Regions from separate parts of the Mus musculus genome. Here regions 1, 2, 3, 5, 6 and 7 are each linked to region 4. The links are chromatin contacts, called in public Hi-C and HiChIP or PLAC-seq maps. All regions are on one chromosome and are shown on one strand. The core of a region is the stretch at or near the end of the contact, and the rest is flanking DNA. Distances in the headings are between cores, read along the strand shown.

Evidence for each region. A called contact is a pair of places that touch in the nucleus more often than the background predicts. HiChIP or PLAC-seq counts read pairs in DNA pulled down with a chosen protein or histone mark.
Region 1: a Hi-C map of muscle stem cells shows a contact between it and region 4, with 2.3 times the contacts expected there. The contact joins the enhancer-like site here to the promoter of Gtdc1 in region 4. A contact is called at or near these places in 10 of 39 promoter capture datasets (the 3T3-L1 cell line, 3T3-L1-derived adipocytes, the HPC-7 cell line and 6 more), 9 of 484 Hi-C or Micro-C datasets (the C2C12 cell line, adipose-derived mesenchymal stem cells, liver and 4 more) and 6 of 115 datasets of contacts at active chromatin or transcription factors (astrocytes, embryonic fibroblasts, embryonic limb bud and 3 more).
Region 2: an H3K27ac HiChIP or PLAC-seq map of heart atrium shows a contact between it and region 4, with 8 times the contacts expected there. The contact joins the enhancer-like site here to the promoter of Gtdc1 in region 4. A contact is called at or near these places in 9 of 39 promoter capture datasets (the 3T3-L1 cell line, 3T3-L1-derived adipocytes, embryonic stem cells and 5 more), 1 of 15 datasets of contacts at CTCF or cohesin (the NIH/3T3 cell line), 9 of 484 Hi-C or Micro-C datasets (adipose-derived mesenchymal stem cells, beige adipocytes, cerebral cortex and 4 more), 7 of 115 datasets of contacts at active chromatin or transcription factors (the NIH/3T3 cell line, astrocytes, bone marrow-derived macrophages and 4 more) and 1 of 9 other capture datasets (embryonic stem cells).
Region 3: a contact with region 4 is called in an H3K4me3 HiChIP or PLAC-seq map of forebrain, with 4 times the contacts expected there. The contact joins the enhancer-like site here to the promoter of Gtdc1 in region 4. A contact is called at or near these places in 3 of 39 promoter capture datasets (the 3T3-L1 cell line, 3T3-L1-derived adipocytes and hippocampal neurons), 1 of 15 datasets of contacts at CTCF or cohesin (the NIH/3T3 cell line), 3 of 484 Hi-C or Micro-C datasets (cerebral cortex and cortical neurons), 4 of 115 datasets of contacts at active chromatin or transcription factors (SST interneurons, astrocytes, embryonic forebrain and 1 more) and 1 of 9 other capture datasets (embryonic tail).
Region 5: a Hi-C map of adipose-derived mesenchymal stem cells shows a contact between it and region 4, with 3 times the contacts expected there. The contact joins the enhancer-like site here to the promoter of Gtdc1 in region 4. A contact is called at or near these places in 5 of 39 promoter capture datasets (the C10 cell line, the HPC-7 cell line, cranial neural crest and 2 more), 1 of 484 Hi-C or Micro-C datasets (adipose-derived mesenchymal stem cells) and 3 of 115 datasets of contacts at active chromatin or transcription factors (bone marrow-derived macrophages, large pre-B cells and stem cell-derived neural progenitor cells).
Region 6: a contact with region 4 is called in a Hi-C map of the N1E-115 cell line, with 2.3 times the contacts expected there. The contact joins the enhancer-like site here to the promoter of Gtdc1 in region 4. A contact is called at or near these places in 5 of 39 promoter capture datasets (the 3T3-L1 cell line, 3T3-L1-derived adipocytes, liver and 1 more), 1 of 484 Hi-C or Micro-C datasets (the N1E-115 cell line) and 1 of 115 datasets of contacts at active chromatin or transcription factors (bone marrow-derived macrophages).
Region 7: an H3K27ac HiChIP or PLAC-seq map of large pre-B cells shows a contact between it and region 4, with 5 times the contacts expected there. The contact joins the enhancer-like site here to the promoter of Gtdc1 in region 4. A contact is called at or near these places in 3 of 39 promoter capture datasets (the 3T3-L1 cell line, cranial neural crest and pre-B cells) and 1 of 115 datasets of contacts at active chromatin or transcription factors (large pre-B cells).

Annotation. Positions count from the first base shown.
Region 1 is chr2:44,147,383-44,150,242 of GRCm38.p6, forward strand. The region is part of intron 10 of Arhgap15 (Rho GTPase activating protein 15); the gene reads left to right. Among named protein-coding and RNA genes, the nearest start is that of Arhgap15os, 83 kb to the left of the region's middle. Within about 2 kb of position 1,374, at least 29 of the 459 cell types and tissues checked have an H3K27ac peak or open chromatin away from gene starts, as enhancers often do. A contact at or near this core is called in the C2C12 cell line, astrocytes, heart atrium and 2 more, where this site is marked.
Region 2 is chr2:44,103,719-44,106,418 of GRCm38.p6, forward strand. All of the region lies in intron 8 of Arhgap15 (Rho GTPase activating protein 15), which reads left to right. Among named protein-coding and RNA genes, the nearest start is that of Arhgap15os, 40 kb to the left of the region's middle. Within about 2 kb of position 1,358, at least 93 of the 459 cell types and tissues checked have an H3K27ac peak or open chromatin away from gene starts, as enhancers often do. A contact at or near this core is called in adipose-derived mesenchymal stem cells, astrocytes, cerebral cortex and 4 more, where this site is marked.
Region 3 is chr2:43,976,891-43,979,658 of GRCm38.p6, forward strand. All of the region lies in intron 6 of Arhgap15 (Rho GTPase activating protein 15), which reads left to right. Among named protein-coding and RNA genes, the nearest start is that of Arhgap15os, 87 kb to the right of the region's middle. Within about 2 kb of position 1,506, at least 28 of the 459 cell types and tissues checked have an H3K27ac peak or open chromatin away from gene starts, as enhancers often do. A contact at or near this core is called in SST interneurons, cerebral cortex, cortical neurons and 3 more, where this site is marked.
Region 4 is chr2:44,925,902-44,928,733 of GRCm38.p6, forward strand. It overlaps Gtdc1 (glycosyltransferase-like domain containing 1), which reads right to left and starts at 1,335. Exons shown (of 11, transcript NM_001362987.1): 1 at 1,241-1,335.
Region 5 is chr2:45,775,733-45,778,496 of GRCm38.p6, forward strand. No RefSeq gene overlaps it. Among named protein-coding and RNA genes, the nearest start is that of 1700019E08Rik, 81 kb to the left of the region's middle. Within about 2 kb of position 1,474, at least 72 of the 459 cell types and tissues checked have an H3K27ac peak or open chromatin away from gene starts, as enhancers often do. A contact at or near this core is called in adipose-derived mesenchymal stem cells, where this site is marked.
Region 6 is chr2:45,816,674-45,819,422 of GRCm38.p6, forward strand. No RefSeq gene overlaps it. Among named protein-coding and RNA genes, the nearest start is that of 1700019E08Rik, 120 kb to the left of the region's middle. Within about 2 kb of position 1,483, at least 9 of the 459 cell types and tissues checked have an H3K27ac peak or open chromatin away from gene starts, as enhancers often do. A contact at or near this core is called in the N1E-115 cell line, where this site is marked.
Region 7 is chr2:45,907,846-45,910,545 of GRCm38.p6, forward strand. No RefSeq gene overlaps it. Among named protein-coding and RNA genes, the nearest start is that of 1700019E08Rik, 210 kb to the left of the region's middle. Within about 2 kb of position 1,251, at least 8 of the 459 cell types and tissues checked have an H3K27ac peak or open chromatin away from gene starts, as enhancers often do.

The DNA of each region.
Region 1 (2,860 bases), core at 124-2,623, 780 kb before region 4:
TTGTTAATACTGTTACTTCACTCAGTGAACCCTTCAGTCCACTGAGATCCTACTAAGTGCTTTGGTATAAAAATAAAACTTTACGTTGCTATTTCCCGTTGCTTGAAATCCAGTCCCCTAAAGTGCAGATTGTATTGCCATAACTAGACAAGTTTTCTCCCAGCCCCGCTAACTTTATTCTCCTCATTCTTTTCTACTTTGGAATAATCTATGATAGCTGGATCCAGGCACGCACTAAAGGCTGATCCATCTATGAAAAATGTGCAATTTGTACTGCTTGGTTTCTGACGAGAGTCTTGCAAACTTTTATGATTCCATCCTCTTCCCGAGAGACTTCTGCTTCCTAGTTTTATAAGCAGTGAGTGAAAAAAAAAAAGTAATAAAAACAAAAACAAACTGATAAAAATTACATGCTTTAAACAAATCTAGAGAACAAGATAAGCAGTTTTTCTTTTTCTCTCGAGAATATTTGTGGACTTGAAAAAAATAATGTCCCTAAGGGAATAAGCTATGTTGGTGTTTGTTGTTTGTTTGTTTTGGTTTGGATTTTTCTCACTTTTATGTCTATAGCTGAGTGTCCAAATGCACTTCATTGCGCAGGATTCTCAATGAAGCTCTTGAGAGTATGCTTCAAATTAACTTAGCTTTTCTTTCTGAGTTAAAATTAAGACCAGTTTTTTTTTTGTTTTTTTTTTTTGCCTCTCGGTGTTTTGTTTTGTTTTTGTTTTAATGCAACCACAGAGACAGCCACCTTCCTGACAGCACTGTTGTGCGACATCCAAGTTGGAGCTGGCTCTTTCGGGTAGTCATGCTGGGGCCTCCGTGTCTGTAAGAAAGCCACATTGAGGGCTAAGAGGGAAGACAATCCCAAACAGAGTAAACAGGAAAGAGCCAGTAAGAGTATAAAAGAGAAACCAGGAAAGACAACGGAAAGAAACCAGAGATGGCAAGGTGGGGAGTTGCGGGTCTGGGTAGATTTTGCAAAGACAAAAGCAATTGTGGACAACAGGGTAGGTCTGTGAGTTCCAAAAGGGAGAAGCACAGGGGTTTTTTCATATCTAGCAAGTTACCCAAAACTTGCTTTTCTGTCTCAGATAAATTTATCCTTGCTTTGAAATGACAGATAGTTCAATCTTGCAATAAACTGTATGTCTTGAATCTTCACAAATTCTGCATACAACGCTGTTATTAATTAATTCGCTCTACTTATTAGTGGCACTTAATTAAGTTTATCTCCGCTTAGCAACATACAACAGTCTTGTTATCAAAAAGAGCTTAAGCATAACAGAAGTTAGCATAAGAGTGGACGTGCAGTTCAGTCACCAGAGAAGCTAGCTAAGGAACACAGCAGTATGCCTCTGCTCACACCCCATCGGCTGCAGAGATTCCCACACTTTGGGTCCAGACTGCAAAAGAACAGTGTCTCTTCCCAGATAAAGCGTGGGTCTAATTTCTAACATTTACCACAACTCTTAATCCCCATTCTGGAATTTAGGATTTTAAAATACTTTCCACTGGAGTCACTTGGTTTTAAGCCAAAATTAAGACCCTGCACAATTAGCCTTTTATTACGGATAGAGGGTTTAAATAGAGTCAGCATATCAAGATGCAGTACTCTAAAATGTCTTATAGTGGTGTCATTTTATAAAGTAAATTCTTGGTCTGGGAGTTTCTATTAAAAGGTCTTATATTCAGAAGTTAATAGTTCAACCACTAAACACAGTCGAGTTGGGAGCTGACAGGATGTTTTAGCCTGGAAACAAATGTTTACAAAATTTGAAAAAGAGATTATATTTGTTTGGAACACTTTCAGGTTTTCAATAATCAGAAACAAAAAATAATTATTACAAGGCATTCAAAGATTTTCAGATATTTGTTGTCCTGGGAATCAATAAACGACATGACCTGATAGTTTTGTTTTTTTGTTTTTTGTTTTTTGTTTTTTTAATTCTTGTTACATAATGAAAACTGACTCATTAAAAAATACAAAAACTCTCACAACACTGTCACTATGCTATGGGCAAAAACCTTTTGTTTCTGTTAGAAGAGGAATATATAAATTCTACTTAGATAGGCAACCCTTGGACTTAACATATTAAAATTAAGAAATCTTAAATTGGTTTGGAAAGCATTGAATTAAACTATAATTTATAATTTTTGAGTTTCCATGTGACTAATATTCCCTTTTAAATTAGTAGGATAAGACGGTCTTTCCAATTCCCCTTTTCTATTTGCAAATAAATTATATCCAACAGAAACATCAATATACACACATATATACACACATATACACACATATAGCAAGCCCAATACTTATCCTGGGTAACCCTTTTGTACCAGCCTGAAGCACTGAGCATTAAGTACCTTACTTTAGTACTGTATAATTCTTTTAGCACTGTACTTTGTCATAATTTTCCTGTCTCCTCCAAAGATTAATGTCTTAATGATTCTTTGATTTCTTTAACTTCTCTGGAAAGTTATTTTTATAGTTTAGCAGCCTACAGAGTTAGTAAGTTTTTTTTCTAGGGTTAAAAATAATCTCCTCTTTTCTAGTTTAATCTTTTCACCTAATTTTATACTCTTCAGACCACTTCCTATTTTCAGTTCAGAAAAAGAAAAACAATCAAGCAAGGAGAAAATCAAGGGCAAGGCACTTTGAGAAGAAAAAACAAACTACAAAAACCAAAATAGCTCTTTAAATGATAATGTTGGAAGAGCTCTTGAGGTTCTTGAAGACTATAGATGTGTATGCAGAAAACATGCTTTTTTTTTTTTTTTCAAAAGAAATAAACAAAATTTTGAGTGACTGGGTATTAGGGTCATAGCATAACACAAAGTAGAAAAATTTGCACATGCCGAG
Region 2 (2,700 bases), core at 108-2,607, 820 kb before region 4:
GGAAGGCTACTGTAATTTCCCCCCTTGGGCATGTATTTTTCATATTATTATGCATAATTATGCATATAAATTTCAATATATTTCCATATTATATTCAAAACTCTCCAATTGTGAATACGTAGAATAAAACAATTGATGGCAATTATTGCATTTGGAGTTAAGTCCTAGTCACTGGAAGCACTGGGCCAGCAGTGGGCGCCTCAAGCAGCCGAAAAGGCTCCCTTGAACATTCTTCTGGATTTAAGAACAATTTTTCTAATAAAGTCAATCTGGGATTAAAGAGGCAAAAGGAGGTGCTGACAAAGAAACCAGAAATGATGGTTAAGAAGTTTGGATTCCAGCTTTGCTCCAAGTCTTCCTTTGTTGCCTCGGGCAAGTGACTTCACAACTGAGTCTTTCTCGTCCCCCAAACTGGGGACAGTTACACTTTGTTCTTTCCGGGGTTTTTTTCTTTTTTCAGATTTAATATTTCATGTTTCTGAGACAGCAATCTGAAACGTGCCCAAAAGAATAAGGTTTTCTGATGTTTTCAAAAATCAAAGAAAGAAAAAGAGTGGGAGAGAGGGAGAGAGGAGAAGTTGGAGAGAGAGGGGAGAGAGAGAGAGAGAGAGAGAGAGAGAGATTGGAAAATTTACTACATTTGAATCTTTTGGGGGAAAGGAATAGAGTATTTGGTGTAACACTTTGCTTAGGAGGTCTGAAAGAGTGATAGGAAAGCAGAAAGCAGTTTAGCTTATGACAGGCCTGCTGACCCAGGTCTCTATAGGACCCCGAGGGGTTTCAAAATAGCCCGAAAGCAACACATATCCGGACCACAGCAAGCGACAAAATGACAGGAGTCTTTCTGAGCTTTTTCTTAGGGTTTGAATTCTCCTTTAGAAATGTATGTTATGAATTATGATTACTGCGCTACAGCCAAGTATTCACCGGGCTCCAGCTAGATCTTTGTTTAGCGAGCATAAGCTCCCTGCCAGCTGCAAACTGCAGCTGTCTGTCAGCATTTGTAAGGACAAACTACGCTGCTATCCCTGATCACTTAGCTGTAGACTACACACTGTGTCCTCAGATACGCTCGGCGCACCCTTCGCATGCGTTTTCAATACACTTCCTGTGGGGGTAGGCAACAGTGCTTTGCACGCACATTTTGGAGCAAATAGCTTGACGCTTATGTCAAAATAATTCTTCAAATAATAGAGGGTTTTGTCCCCCCAAACACTTCTTTCTGAGAGGCTGTGTCTGGCGTGACATTTTCCCATCCCTGATATCACCAAGCAGACAAGGGAGGTTGCCACGCTTACACTCACTGCACAGGCCTGCCGAGCCAGCCAAGAGTGCAAGCCCAGGCCAGGCGCCGGTCTCAGCGCTCGGGAATGTGGGGGTGAGAAGGCCACCTGGAAGGGTGAAGGAGGCAGGGCAGAGTGGCCATTGCCCTGCAACATGGTCTGGAGCTGCAGGCAAGACATAAAGAATTCTTATCTCAGCCCAAATCCCATCCAGAATGTGCAAACTGGACCGAAAACTCTGTGGCTTTCCAAGAAGGGGCTTTGAAAGATGATTTTAGACTAGAATTTGTCGGCCTTCTAGGGGTGTGTGTGTTTTCTGTAATCTCTAGGCACATTTGGCTAGGGGGAAGCTGGCGGCAGCCGACCAGATTAATTAAAGTGTTTGCAGGGTTAGTGAAAGTCTACGGTGTTTTCATCATCAGAGTTAAGTCATACGGGGACAGCAATTTGGAGAACACTCCGAGAATTATCCTAGAAACTTAGGAACGGCCAGCTTGGCTTTCCCCAGTCATTGCTTACCTGGTAAACCTAATACTGAAAGGTCTTTGGGTTAGAGTCACTCCTTTTATACTCGCTGCCATCAGAGCCTGGTTGAGGATAGGTCATTTGGGGATATTTTAATGATTCTATTTTCTAGTAAAGAAAAAAAAAAAAAAGGTGGAATTGTTCCCGTTCACAGGGGTATTATGAGAACTGCGTTTTGCTACAGAACAGTATTGTTTCCACAAGGAATGTTCTTTCCTGAGAGAAGAGGCACAATGCAAATTCAAGTTCACAGCAAAACTGTACAATATGTAGCACATGCCCAAAGTTGGCCTAATTCACTCAGCGAAGAAGAAAATATCCTAAAGTTTGGAAAGATAGACACCTCTCGCTCTCCCTCTCCCTCTCCCTCTCCCTCTCCCTCTCCCTCTCCCTCTCCCTCTCCCTCTCCCTCTCCCTCTCCCTCTCCCTCTCCCTCTCCCTCTCCCTCTCCCTCTCCCTCTCCCTCTCCCTCTCCCTCTCCCTCTCCCTCTCCCTCTCCCTCTCCCTCTCCCTCTCCCCCTCCCCCTCCCTCTCCCCCCTCCCCCTTCCCCTCCCTCTCCCCCCTCCCCCTTCCCCTCCCTCTCCCCCCTCCCCCTTCCCCTCCCCCTCTCCCTCTCCCTCTCCCTCTCCCTCTCCCCCCTCCCCGTGTATGTGTGTGTGTGTGTGTGTGTATGCCCATGTGCGCATGCACATTCTCGCACTTGAGTGTTTAGGGTTATGTGTGTTTATCAGCAGGGGAGCAGAGACCTCCGAACATAAACACGTTCTTTCCCACAAGTTTAACATATACACAATGCTTGGAATAGTTTCTTTCAGTAGGAGAAACCATGAGAGCCACAGGGCAGTAAATAACAGCAAAGCACTCTTAGTCTGATTGTTCCCTGTTCACGAG
Region 3 (2,768 bases), core at 256-2,755, 950 kb before region 4:
GTGCCAACATGTGTCAAGGACATCCCTAGGTTACCAAAATCATTTTATGTGCAACTTCTTCTAATATCCCAAAGTACTCTCCCACCTGAACCCCACCCCAACCCCTAAAATACAATTTTAATAATAGGCATTAAAATGTCATGCTGATAATAAACTCAGAGATATATTACAGAGGATCTGCCTGTATTTTCTTTTTAAATGCTTTTGGCATGAACATAATGGCGTGTGTGCACAGACTCACCCGCAGTGCCTAAATTCTATTTTTTTTAAGGTTTTGGTTATGAAGTAGTGCAAAATTTCAAAATCAAATTATTCAATGCAGAAATGTTAACTTACAGAGAAGCTGGGAAGACAGGGCTATAAATTTTTGTTAACGGACAGTGCAGAGAGATTAGAATTATACAGACATGCAATGTTGCATTTTCATCTCTAGTCAAGAGTTTTATCACCATATTATCTTGTGTTGCTTCTGGGGAAGCGACAAACAGTAGGTTTGGCCATCTCAGGGACAGAGGTCTCTGGAAACTGCACCTGCTCGTTATGTGAGAAATCCTTCTGTGGGCAGAGAGAAGGATTTCAGCATTATTCTCAAACTGTTGCCTAATTCTTATAACTTGTGCATGTATTTTTTTTTTTTTTGAGTCATGATTGTACAATCTGTTACCCATTTTGGGATAAAAACACTATTGAAATCAAGCATACTGACTTAACCAAGCTGCATTTTTTTCATGAATCGGGTTGTAAAGTTGATTGTCACTGTGCAGCCATGTCTTGTGTAAATTCACACACACACACACACACACACACACACACACACACACACACACGGAAGGGCATCATTTAACAATTTACTCTTCTCAAATAAGGAGCTTTTTCTGTTGTCGTTGTTGTCGTCTTCCTTCTGATCTTCACGTCTTTGAAACACCATGAGTCACGGTGTTTCCCATGTAACAAGCAGCTCGGTTCTTTATTGTCTGCGAGGCTTCCATGTACTGCAGCAAATTTGAATTGGATATGTTGTGTTCAAATTGATAGTACTGAGTAAGCCAAGAAATGCGTGCCTTTTCCTTTAAATGGGAGCTGCGGCAAGGCACAGTTATGGTATGGTATACTGAACAAGTCAGTCGGCACTGACCAAAATGTTGATGGATATACAGCAGATCAAAACGAGGAGAGTCATTTTGAAGTGCTCGGTATCTGTCTGACATGATAGGCTTATGAATTTATACCCCTTTGCAAAAAAGAGTCTTCACATTATTTTGTCAGTTTGTTTCAATTTGAGAGGTGTAGAAAATTGGTATTCATTTTTTTGATATAACCCTTAAATTGTACAATTTAAGAAAACTGGCTGAAAGAGATAAATTAAATGGGTAGAAATATTTTCAAATCAAAGACCGACTGACATATATAAAAATGATGTATGTTTCTTACATGGTCCACAGGGGGAATTCTGCAGGCTTGCTATGATCTCTACAATTTGCTTCAGGGCAAACTAGATTCTGGGATATTCTATTATCCCTTTGGTCTGTTTATCATGGAAACTGATGTACAATCGAGAGTCCTTTTGGTCTTTCTTTCTGTCAGGCTGGAACTGGAAGGAATTCACTTATCTCGTCTGCTCACCTCCAGGAAACTGCTGCCGCAGAGTTCAGTGACCAGTAATCAATTATTATTGAGAAGCAATCAATTGCTAATTTCCATAATTATGCACATCTAAACACTATGAACAAGGAAGAGAAACAAAGCCGCACTCCAAGCCTTGCCTTGTTAGCAGTATTTTGTTAACACAGGCTCTAAAAAAAGCTGCCGCAGCTGGTACCACAAATGTGTTTCCAGTATTCAGGCCATCAACGTGATTCGTCGCTAAATGTATAGAATCAGCTTCTTGCTAAAAACTACAATTACAGGTGATATACAGATTGAAATCACAGGGCTGGTTTGTCGAAGAAAATTGTCCTAATGATGGGTTTTCGGATGGGGAACGCAGCTCTTTTCTTTCTCTGTGATGGGTTGTGAAGGCAGCTGCACCTGCCTCTATGCTGTATTCTGCCGCACTTAATGATATCTGATGATATCATTAGGCAAAGTGTTCATAAACAGATGTTGAGCCTGTGCCTAAATGCTGTCAGATGAGCGGTTGCTGGCCTGAAACAGTATTATTTATATAGAACATTTACGTTTGTTATGTTAATAACCCCACTATTAGCTCTCTGGATGTTGCGTTAGGAATGTAAATGTAGTTAATATGAATAACAACCTCTTTACTCTTTGTGCTGCGGTTGGGTATAACTTTTAGGCTTTGGGAGAGAAACAAAGATACCCCCACCAAGTCCTTTTGACTTAGTGATTTTTTTTTTTTTTTTGGCACCACTTGAAATTTTGATCAGAAGATAAATAGTAAAAATCAATAGGACAGATGTTAAATATCAGACTCTGGTTTTCTGGACAGTAGTAAACTTAGAGAACCCAATATCTCCGTATTTTCTCCCATGAGCCCAGGCCATCCACCTGATGTATCAGAGTGGTCATTGTGGATCCCCAATGACAAGTGTCCATCTCAAAAATTCCTAAACACTCTATCATCCATCAGCCTGATGTGGTTGGGCCCATGATCTTGTTTTTGTTTTGTTTCCTAACAGCACTACATTTCTAGACCCATGTACCAAGACATGGTGGTCATGGGTCTTAGCCATGTTTTTCTGGTTTTGTTGATGACTTAGCCATTACTGTGATGTCATGATTGCAATGCCTAGAAAAATTGCAACGCC
Region 4 (2,832 bases), core at 85-2,584:
GAGGTCCCTCACCAACAGAGAGTCCTATTAGTCTAGGATTTATAAGGTAAAACTGTCAGCATGATTTCAGAACAGAAGTAAAGACACTGTGTTGCTATAAAGTGTATTCGTAGGTATGGTTTAAGTTTGTCGGAGTATCCTGATTCAAAATGTGTTTCCCCAATCCTCAATATTAAACTGTTTCATTAAATACAGAACAAGACCCTAAGGACAACAGTGTATAATTCTTCTCAGTTGAAGCTGAGAATCTATTTCACATCAAAACCTGGAATGTACTAATGAAAATTCAGTATCTCACTGGGTATGTGGGTTCCAACATGAAACTCTTGTCACTGATAAAGCTTAAGGTAAACGGGTTAATAAGACACAATAAAATGGCTCTGTTGAGTTATACTGCCTTTTCCCCCACAGCAGTTCCTTTACCTAACCACTACAGTAAGCTTTAAAGTCAACTTCAGGGGTGCTAAGTCACGCAAGCTGGGCACAGAGGGGACGATGATCCTCAGCGTGGAGAACGATCGCCTTCAATTCACGTTTTCCATTTCCTTAACTGTGATACAGATGGGAGGGAAAATGTAAGCCCTTTCCTTTGAACTTCCCAGGGCCTCAAGGCACTAACTTTAAGAATTATTTCAAAGCTTATCCAATGAGGGGTAGTTCTACGACTGTAAAAGTTGCACGAGCCCCGCGAAGTGGGAATTGGGGTGCAGACGCTGCCTATCGCGAGATCGAGGGTTAAACTGATTTATTAATGCAACTTTGCTGTCGTTCGGTTAGTTGTAAAGACTTATTAACTCCAAGAGCCCTTCCTCGCTTTAGAAAGCCCCGTCAGGCGGGATCCTGCGGAAACATCAGGCCTATGCCGAATCCTCTAATGAGGGGCCGCGAGGTGTTGGGTCTCGCCGCCTGAGGTGGATCCCGAGTAGGAAAGCGCAGGCCAGGCCTTGCTGCGCGGGAGCCATGGCACGATGTCCCAGTGTCCGCCTGGACTCTGCCCTTCCCAAGCTCCGCGCTAGGGAAAAGCATCGCCCGGGGCCACAGCGCGGCCGGGCAGAGCAGGAGGCCGCGCGTGCGCCCGGGAAGCGCGGCCCCGGCTCCGCCCTCCTCCCCCTCCGCTCCTCGCGGCCGCCGCCCCACTGGGAACTCCGCGCGGCGCGGCCCCGCGAGGCGGGCGCCGGGAGGGAGGGGCCGCGCTCCCCGCCTCCCGCGGCCAGCGCAGCTCCCAGCCAAGGCGACTCACCTCCTCCTCCTCCTCCTCCTCTCCTCCTCCTCCTCCACGGCTCCCTCCAGGCCACCGACAGCCCAGCTGGCGACGCGCTGACGCCGAGCCCCTCCCCCGCGGCCGCCACCGAGGCCGCAGCCCCTCCCCGCTGCGGCTGCCGCGGCCTTGGGGCGCGTCAGGCGCCGGCCCCGCCCTCGCCCCGCCCCTCCCCGCCCACAAGCCTGAGGCTCCGCCCCCGGACGGCGGCCTCCACGCCTAGTCGGTGACTCAGAGGACGCGCGGTGCTGGGCGAACTCTCCACGGTGGCGCGGCTCCTCACACCTGCTCTCCGCCCACGGGCCCCGCGTACGCTTTCCAGTCAGGCCAGCGCCCCCGCCGCCCCTTCGGCTTTTCCGTACTCTCTCTCACTCCTCTGGTCGCTGCCTCCGCTCGCTCGCGCTGCGGCCTTCTCTTCCCCTGAGAGGTCTGGGGGCTGACTCACCGGCTCGCACGTTCTCAGGCAGGTGGCTAGCCGGCACCTGTAGTCCCCTTCCCTGTCCTTCCGGGCGCGCCTAAGCCTCGGGGACCCCGCAAGGCGAGTGCACACCCTCCTGCAGGTATTGGTCAGCACGCCCCGCTTTCCCCCCCCCCCCCCTCGGAATTCTTGCGGGACCTCTCCTAGCCGATGCTGGCGTTTCCTGTACTTAACTTATATGCAGCCTTTTGGCTGTCGAGACTATACGTATTACAGATGCATCTTAGAGTATTAATAATAACATATCTGCGGTCCCCACAAGAGCAGCTACAGAGCAATTAAAAGTCAGAAAGAATCCAAGAAAGTCTAAATGGTTTCTATTAAAAATAGGAATTTATCTCCCTTACATTTCTGTGAGTCTGAATTAGTGATTTCGTATTTGGGATCACGTTGTGGATTAAATGATTCATGCAAAGACAGAACATGCAACGGTAGGTCTATGCTTTTATCTGGTAACTTCATTTTTAAAGCTACAACTTGGAACAGACTGTAGTGCAGAAATGCATTAAGCATACCAAAATAACAGAGCCTGATTAGGCCTTTGGAGTTACAACCACAAGTTGCTTAAAGTTATGTGAGAAAACATTGTTATCCTTAAATTGAACAGTGAAAACGATCTTCTGTTCTAAACAAAGCCCACACTCTATGTGGACCTCCAAAGCTTAAAACCTCTGTTGACTTGAACAACAGTATCCCGAGCATTTAAAAAGCCTAATAAACCATCTGTCCATCTACTTTTACACAAATTGGGAAACACAAAAAAAGTGAATGCAGAAAGCTGAAAATGAGAATTCCAAATGGCAAATGGATCTAGTAAATCCTTTTTCACAGAATAAAATATTGGGGAAAAGCCCAAAGCCTACTATTATTCATCAATCTGGAAAAAGCCATAATTTTATACATGAATTGTATACTTAAGATCACCGGGAGTCTTTATTATTATTTTGCTGATTAAGATCTGAAGTCCAGAGAAAATGAGTTGCCTAGCCAATATGCCCAGATTTCCCAAGACCTGTCTCACATACTTGTCAGCATAGGATTTAGAGCTACAAGCATAAAGTCACTTAAGGTCCAAATTCGTTGACATTGAGGCTCT
Region 5 (2,764 bases), core at 224-2,723, 850 kb after region 4:
CTTAATTGATTTGGAGAAAGGTTGAGCAAACACAACAGCATATTAGAATTTAGCAAATACTTCAACTTTTTTTTTCAAATGTTTTCAGTTCACGAAAACCCAAAACACATTTGGCTAAACACTTTTTCCTTAATTTCCAAGCCCATGTGTATTTCAAGGGAAATTTAATCCATGTGTTTCTGATTCATTTACACTTAGCTCATCAAAATGTGGTTTCGTAAGACCCATTTGATGTCTAAGAACCCTTGTGAGCTTTTTCATAAACTTTTTTTTTTCCTTTTAACCAGGAAGTTAGATTTTGCCAAGAGTCAGTGAAACTTCAACCTGAAAGACTTGGTTTTCTTTCAAATCTTAAAATCCTTAAAGCTGGTGGCAGTTAATGAGCAGGAGTGGGGAGCTTCAGGTCACATGGCCTTTGTTATTTTGAATAGCCTATCAATTCAAATGGCTTGAACCCCCTAGTTTATTGTAGAAAATGCCAAATTCTTGAAAATCATGTAGGAATCACAAGAGAATATAATATTTCCCTGTAGTCTGATAATGGTTCACTAATGTGCCTCTGGGTAATCAGGGCATTAATACCAGGGTTACCTCAGAGACAACCATAAAGAAATGACTCTAGAGATGTGTAGATTGATCATTTTTCTGCATTAAAAGAAAGATAACAGCCTTTTGCCAAATGCTTGTTGCCCTATGTACAGAACTGTTTGTGAAATCAGGAATGAGATAAAACCCTTCAGTGAATGTGCTGATTCAGGTGCACATAGTCGCCTATCTCATAGCTGCTGTTCCAAAGAGCATCTGGGGTAAGAATCACGCATCCGGCCCATCCGTCAAGAGCCTGTGAGCAAGCCAGCAGTGTTTGCACCTGCAGGATGAATTACAGCTTTGTTGAGTGTGGGAAGCTACATAATAAGACACCAGAGTGTTTCTTTCCTCTTACCCCCACCACCATTGCTCCTCGGTGTTTTTGCTTTGTCTTTACCGCCCCGCGTCTCCACCTTTAGACAATCACCGCCAAGATAATGGAGCAAATGTGGCACATTCATCCAAGGATGGGTTGACACAGAGTACACATTGCTTTCATTTGGTTGTTCTTTGGATGAATTCTTCCTTGAGAACAAGATAATGAAAACCATACGGTCATTGAACACAGGAATCTGCGTCACTTTGTTCCCTTGCAACCCGTTTCATTTCACAAAGGCGGGTCCGTCCCCGTGTTGCCTCCAGTCGGAGATCCCAGCCAGCTGGAATCCTGCCCTCTGCAGGCTTGCCCAAATCAGGGAGTGTTGTCATTGAGTTTCTGAGGTTCACCTGAATGACAGAAGCTGTGGGAATGTGGCAGGCCTTGCCAACCTTCTGCATCTCTAAAGCAAAGTGTCCTTTTTAGAATTTGCGTGCATTGTGCTCTGTAACCTTTATTGTGGGAGCTAAAAGATGAGTCAGGATGAGAAGTCAAGAACTGGGCTGTCTTAAGAGCTCTCTCATTGATTAAGAGCATGTACCACACTGAAGACTGAAACTGGGTTCCCAGTGTCCACATCTGGTGACTCAGTCAGTTTTAAATAGAACTTCAGAGAACCCTAAACCCTTACACTTTTGTCCCCCATGGACACATACACAACGCGTGCGAGTACATACACACTGGAGCACATACGTTCCTACACACGCATATACTTTAAAATAACAATATTTTGGTGTTTTAGTCTCATAACTATTATTGATTCTTTATGAATTTCACATCGTGCACCCAAATGCCACTCATTTCCCAGGCCTTCTATATCCACCCTCCACCTTTGCAATATCACCCCCCCCTTCGTCCTTCCCATGGGGAAGAAAACAAAACAAAACAAAGCAAAGTTTTGCCATGGAATCTGCCGTGAGTCACAGTGTGCCACACCCCTTCGCCCAAACAGCTTTACTTGCTAATGCTCATTACAATGAGTCATTGGTCTGGTTCGAGGCCTCTGGCTGCACCATCAATACAGGTTGATCCTCACCAGGACTTCTCTCATATATCTTGTTGCCCTGTGTCATGGAGATCCTGCAGGTTTGGTTCTGCCTTCACGCTCTCCAGTAGCACATAGATCCGGCAGTAGATGTTGGAGCCCTAGATTTGGGCCTGGCTAGTAAATGAGTTTGCCAACCTACCCCCTCTCTCTGGTGGCCATACCACCAGCGCCAGCTCTCCTAAACTCGCCAGCTCTTCCACGCTTATGCCATCAGGGCTAGCTCTTCGGTGCTGCTCAGGCAGAAGGGCTTTCCTGTGTGCTATAGCAATCAAGGAGTAGGGCCAGCTCAGAAAGGCCCTGGGACATCAACATGGCTTCAGGCGGCAGCTCAGAGGACATATGTCTTCATGGTCTTTGGTGATAACATCGACCACAGACACGTAAACACCTACACCAGAGCTAGAGACCCAGACATGGTCCTTTGCTGCAGAAGGGACCGGTCATCACCCTGGCCTCAAGTGGCAACACAGGCCTCTCTTATAAGGCTGTCCCTCACTGCTGTGAGTCTCGAGTTCTGTCTCTTCATAGTAGTACACGGTCTACTCTGCTTCTTTCTCCCCCATCTCGTTACCACTTGCTTATCTAGTGGCGCTTGGACTCTGAGCATCTTTCACTGGCCGGTGCCTAAATGGGGCAGCAGGTGGCCCATTCAATATAATTTAAAAATTTAGAAAGATTTTAAACTTTCATTGACCTCAAGCTTTGAATCGGTGCCTGAAAGACGGTATTATAGAGGCTATAGATGGTTTCTA
Region 6 (2,749 bases), core at 233-2,732, 890 kb after region 4:
ACAACTAGTAAAACGAAGAGGACTTGAATTTGAAGGCAAGTGGGGAGAAATATATGGGAGGGTTTGGAGGGAGTTAAAAGAAAGAAGTGTAGTGATTAAATTATAATCATAAAAACTAAAGCAAATGTTTTCAAGAATAAAAGGCTCTTATTTTCACAGAGATGAACGTGGATGGTGGCTAAATGGGCCACAGGGAAAACATTCCGCCACAATGATACCAAATGAGACCTGGTTTAGTCCAAGACTCTGTGATATGCTACTGTGTACACATATTGATCCTCTTTCTGCAAGTGTATGGTGTTTCAGTTAGCTTTATTCTAGAAGGTAGTTTCTGCTTTTCACTAGTTCGAAGACAACCATTACTTATTTTTTCTTTCCCTTTCCTAGAAATTTGTGAATGAACAAATACACCATAAAGCTATTTCTATGCTACTGCCCCTTAGGATGCTTGTTAATGGGAAGCTCCACATTTTCCTAGTTCACTTGACTTTATCTGGAGTTTGGGGCACATTCCCCTTTACTCTCAGGCACTGTGTATTATATAATTTCTATTATTCCTGCCTTTTCACCTCATTCCTTTCCTCACCTTGCAAAATTGTTTTGTACTTTTGAAGGAGGCTTCCTTTTATTAATGAGGAATTAGCCCATGTTTACTTTTTCCCCCTTTGAGGTCAAATTGTATGCCACAGTAACGTATTGCTGAAAATATACAATCTGAAGTTGTTTTACAATCCAACATATTCTCTAAGACTGAAGATGACATCTGCTTCCAATTCACTAAATCTTTTTACTCAGTCTTATCATCTACCCAATAACAATAATCTGATTACTTCTTCAAGGATATATCCTAAGGTTTAAATGAAATATTAAAATACATCATGATAATTATACTTGGTTGGCATTAGCTATGTTCACTCAGTTTTGTAGACCCACTCAGTGCCTTTGCTTGCAGATAAGCTTCATACATGTTTTCAGGTTTGAGCTCATAGCAGAGGGCCTGAAAAATCCTTCTTCAATGTCTAATAAAAGGGAGTCCCAGGGAAGCAGAGAGGGCATGCACATAGCACTGATTCAAAAGGTACAAGAACCCATCTTGGTAGAAAAGAACAGGCTTTTACAGTTTGGAAAGCAAATTCTTACTAATATTGGCACATTATGTTTTCCTCTCCAACCCTATGCTGTCATAAACTTCTTGTCTACTACATTAGCATAATGTAAGATGTGATTGGGTAGAAAACATGAATGAAAGGGATAATAAAAATGTTTGCTTGAAACACTAGCTGAACTCATTTTGCTACCTCCACATTTTCACATAAAGGAAAAAATGGGTTAATAAACCAGATGCCATAGCCACAGTCACACATCATCTAAGTCAGGACTAAGTTCAAATGTTAGAACTGCTATCCTGGCTCTTCCTAAGCATCATTCTCTTCCCATGGGAGGGCGCCTTCCCTGAGTAACACATTATAAGTGATTTCTGGGCATGGAAGACAGAGATTACAGTTGCAGAAATTGGATCCTGGCTTCTTTCACTGCTTAAAGGAAGTGACTGGGCTGTTTGGATTGTCTCCTCTGTTTTTTGAAGCTTTACTATGAAACTTATCGACTTGAAACTTGTTCCAACGTCTCAAGTTCCTTGCCACAGATAGAGTTTTTATCTTAAAGGAATCTTTCATTTTCTTTGTCTGCGCAATGTTCCAGGGCCTGGATATCATCTAGTCTTTGGGTAACATCTTCCAGATTTGTTTTCAGCTGATTACATGTTGCTGAACAATCACGTTTTCTATCCTAAACAGCACAAACCCAAGTGTTGACAGTGTTGGCTCCTAGCCATGAGAAACGTGAGGACACGGCATGAGGCTTTGACAAGCATGCTTGATCTTAACTATTCTGAAAGAGCTACACACCCTGAAAGAGTGGAAATGGAAATCTCTTCAATGTTGAGACATGAACAAGGGTGTGGGGCCCAGTCTCTGTTGTGGCTGCTCCTGCCTTCTACTGTCCCCTCTTCGTGACAATGCAATCATTTCAGAATTCTCTGAACAATTTCTTACACTTTAATACACATAAGTGTTTCTATTGGAGCCAAGGACTGTATCCAAGAAGCCCCTCTGGGAATGAGAGTGGCAGCAAATACCCATGTTTTTTTTTAGGAGAACATTGCAGACTTAAGATATCAGAAAGAGTAGAAAAGTCTTGAATGGGGGTTCCTTTTTTTCTAGTTTTAGCTTCTCATTAAGCTTCTGTTTATTTGTTTGTTTGTTTGTTTTTGCCTAGTTTTTTTCCCTCATAGACTGCAGTAAGACTATGCCCTATATGCCTACACAATTGTAACAAGCCTTTAATTTGATTTTATTTCCAGTCCACCAAAAAGGGAGCATTGTTCTGAGCTAGAATGAAAGAAAGACAGACAAGTGTCTACAACCAAGGAGTCAGCTGAGGTTGGAGAGTCGAAACTAAAACAGTTGGTATGCACAGCAATTTCCTTAGCAGTACTCAACAACCATGCTCCTAGAAATTAAAACTTCAATGAACCCAGATATGCCTTGGGCAGAATCAACTCCTCTGCTCATGGTTCAACTGTAGAACTGATTCTGTTGGTAGGTCTGAAGAGTTCTGTACTATCATTAAAGTTCAGTCCTCAAATCACAAAATTAGATGTTAAACCATGGGCACAAGGAATGGATGAGTCTACCGGCATTTGTGGGGGTGCTGTGTTGTTTTTAAATTTAAGGAGAATTTACATTAT
Region 7 (2,700 bases), core at 1-2,500, 980 kb after region 4:
ATAAAAGATACTTTTACAATAAATAAACATGGTGGATGGGATTGATGAAACCGACATGAGGTATGTATTGGGGTACCTTTTCCTCAATGACTTTAAGAAACTTGAAAGTTGCTCTAATGAATACTGTAATTGTCTATATCTGTGTAATTTCGGTTTCTTACAAATAGCTTTCTCTTAAAATGCTAGGAAAAAAATTTAGGAGGGTAAAATCCTCAAAATTATTTTCCAGACCAGATTTATTTTGGCAGTCACATTTAGGAATCTCTGTAGCATACCAAATTCTGAGGATTGTATTTGGACACACATCCATAACTGTAGTCATCAGTTTACTGACAACCATCTGCTTGGACATTACTTCCACCTCCTAATAACTAATGTTAGATTGAAATGGCAACCGATATTCTCAGCAGCAAAGGTTTTTAAAAAGGCAACACTATTCTTACACACAGTTATAAGTCAACTATTGATCCTATCTCATTGTTCAAACACATTTAGATAATATTATCTAAGGCTTTCCATCACTACCAAGATCTTTACAAAGCTCATATCCATTCATTTTTGCCTCTTTATTTATAGCTTTTCCTCTTAGCAAATTCCACTGATGCATTCTAGTACTTCAGTTAAAGGAACATTTTTTGTAATTGCCTTATTTGTCCTGGGCATTTGAGCATGTCAGAGCACACTTCAGTAAATTGTAGATGCCTTTCTGCTCTGTAATACTATTTTAGATCACTATTTATGTATATCTTATGGTCTTTGAAACTTATGTCTTACATATTGTGTGGACATTTTCAATGTGTGCATGAGTGTGTGTTTGTTTATGTGTGTCTGCATCTGCATCTATTTTCTACCACTGTGTGTGTGTGTGTGTGTGTGTGTATGTGTGTGTGTGATAAATCAGAAGTCCAGAAAGGATTTCTTTTTTAAATACTTCCTGTTCTTAGGAGGATTTCCATCTCTTAGTGCTGCTTCCTTCTGTCAATACATTCCACTATCAGTATATTCTTACAGTTAGAGTGGTCCATTGGCCACCAGTTCCCCATGTTTCATGTTCTCAAAAATTGTAGCTGAAAAAAAAAATCCCAGTTTAAATTTTCAAGCAAAAACATCTGCAAAGAACCTTATTGTCTATTAGGCTAAAATTAGATCAAGTACTTATCCCTGGATCTAGGCTGTTCATGTAAAAGGAGGCCAAGATCTGATTAGGCAAGTCTGAAAGACACATCAGCATATGAAACTGGAGAGTTGAATGCCAGGAAAAGCCCAAGCCTGTGTGAAAGGTCGTGAGTTAGCATTGAAATTAGGGGAGAAGTGGATACTAGCAGATTATTCCAAGATTGTGTTTCTTGTCTTTCCTAAAGTAAAACAAAACATAGAAACAGAAAAATAGAAGTCTGAGTATATTGCATTAAAAGCTTGGACTTGAACTATACATTAGGAACTACTAAAAATTAGACATACTTTGGAAGTTATCTGAGTAAGTTTTGTTTTTCTTTGTTTGTTTTATTTTTTCATTCCATTAACTTATTTATTTACTTTCGTTACATCCCAATTGTAGCTCCCCTTTCTTTCTAGTTACCCCTACAACTCCTAACCCAACTCTCTCTTTCTCCTTCTCCTCTGGGAAACAAGAGGGTCCCTTGTATACCAACCTACACTGGCACATCAAGTCACTGAAAGACTAGGCACAAACTCTCCAACTGAAGACAGACAAGGTAACCCAGTTGGGGGAACAGGATCCATGAACATACAACAGAGTCAAGGGCACACCTGCATGTTGGGGGACCTGCATGAAGACCAAATTGCCTATCTGCTACATAAATGTCTTTGGTGAGGGGTGGGGGGTGGGGGTGGGGTGGCTAGATCCAGCCTATGAATGTCCATTGTTTAGTAGTTTAGTCTCTGAGAGCCCCTAAGATTCCAGATTAGTTGACTTTGTTGGTCTTCTTGTGGACCACTCTGGGTTACTCAATCTTTCTCCCAATTCTTCCACAAGATTCTCCAAACTATCAAATGTTTGGCTGTGGGTCTCTGCATCTGCTTCAGTCAGCTGCTGGGTGGGACCTCTCAGAGGACAGTTTGTCTAGGCTCATGTCTGGAAGCATAATAGAGTCTCATTATTAGTGTCAGTATATCCATATTTATCATCCTGTACAAAATTCAAGAACTTGTGGATCAAGAAATATAAAGTTGGATACACTAAATCTAATAGAAGAGAAAGTAGAAAATAGCCTTGAACACATTGGTACAGGAGATAATTTTTTGAATAAAACACCAAAGGCTCAGGCTCTAAGATCAACAATTAATAAATGGAACCTCGTGGTAACCTAGACATCCCTCAGCCAAAGATTGGATATAGAAAATGTGGCTCATTTACACAATGGAATGCTATTCAGCTATTTAAAACATGGGCATCATGAATTTTTGAGGCAAATGGAGGGCACTGGAAAAATCTTCCTGAGTGAGGTAGCCCATACCCAAAAGGATGTGCATAATATGTAATCACTGTTAAGTGGATATTAACCATAAATTACAGGATACCCATGATATACCCCATAGACCCAAAGAAGCTAAACAAGATGGAAAGCCCAAGTGAGAATGCATGAATCCCACTTAGAAGGGGGAATAAATAGTATAGAAGGCAGATGAAGGGAGGGAACTTGGTGGGAGAGGGTAAGGGAGGGTGTTGGGGCCGGCCTG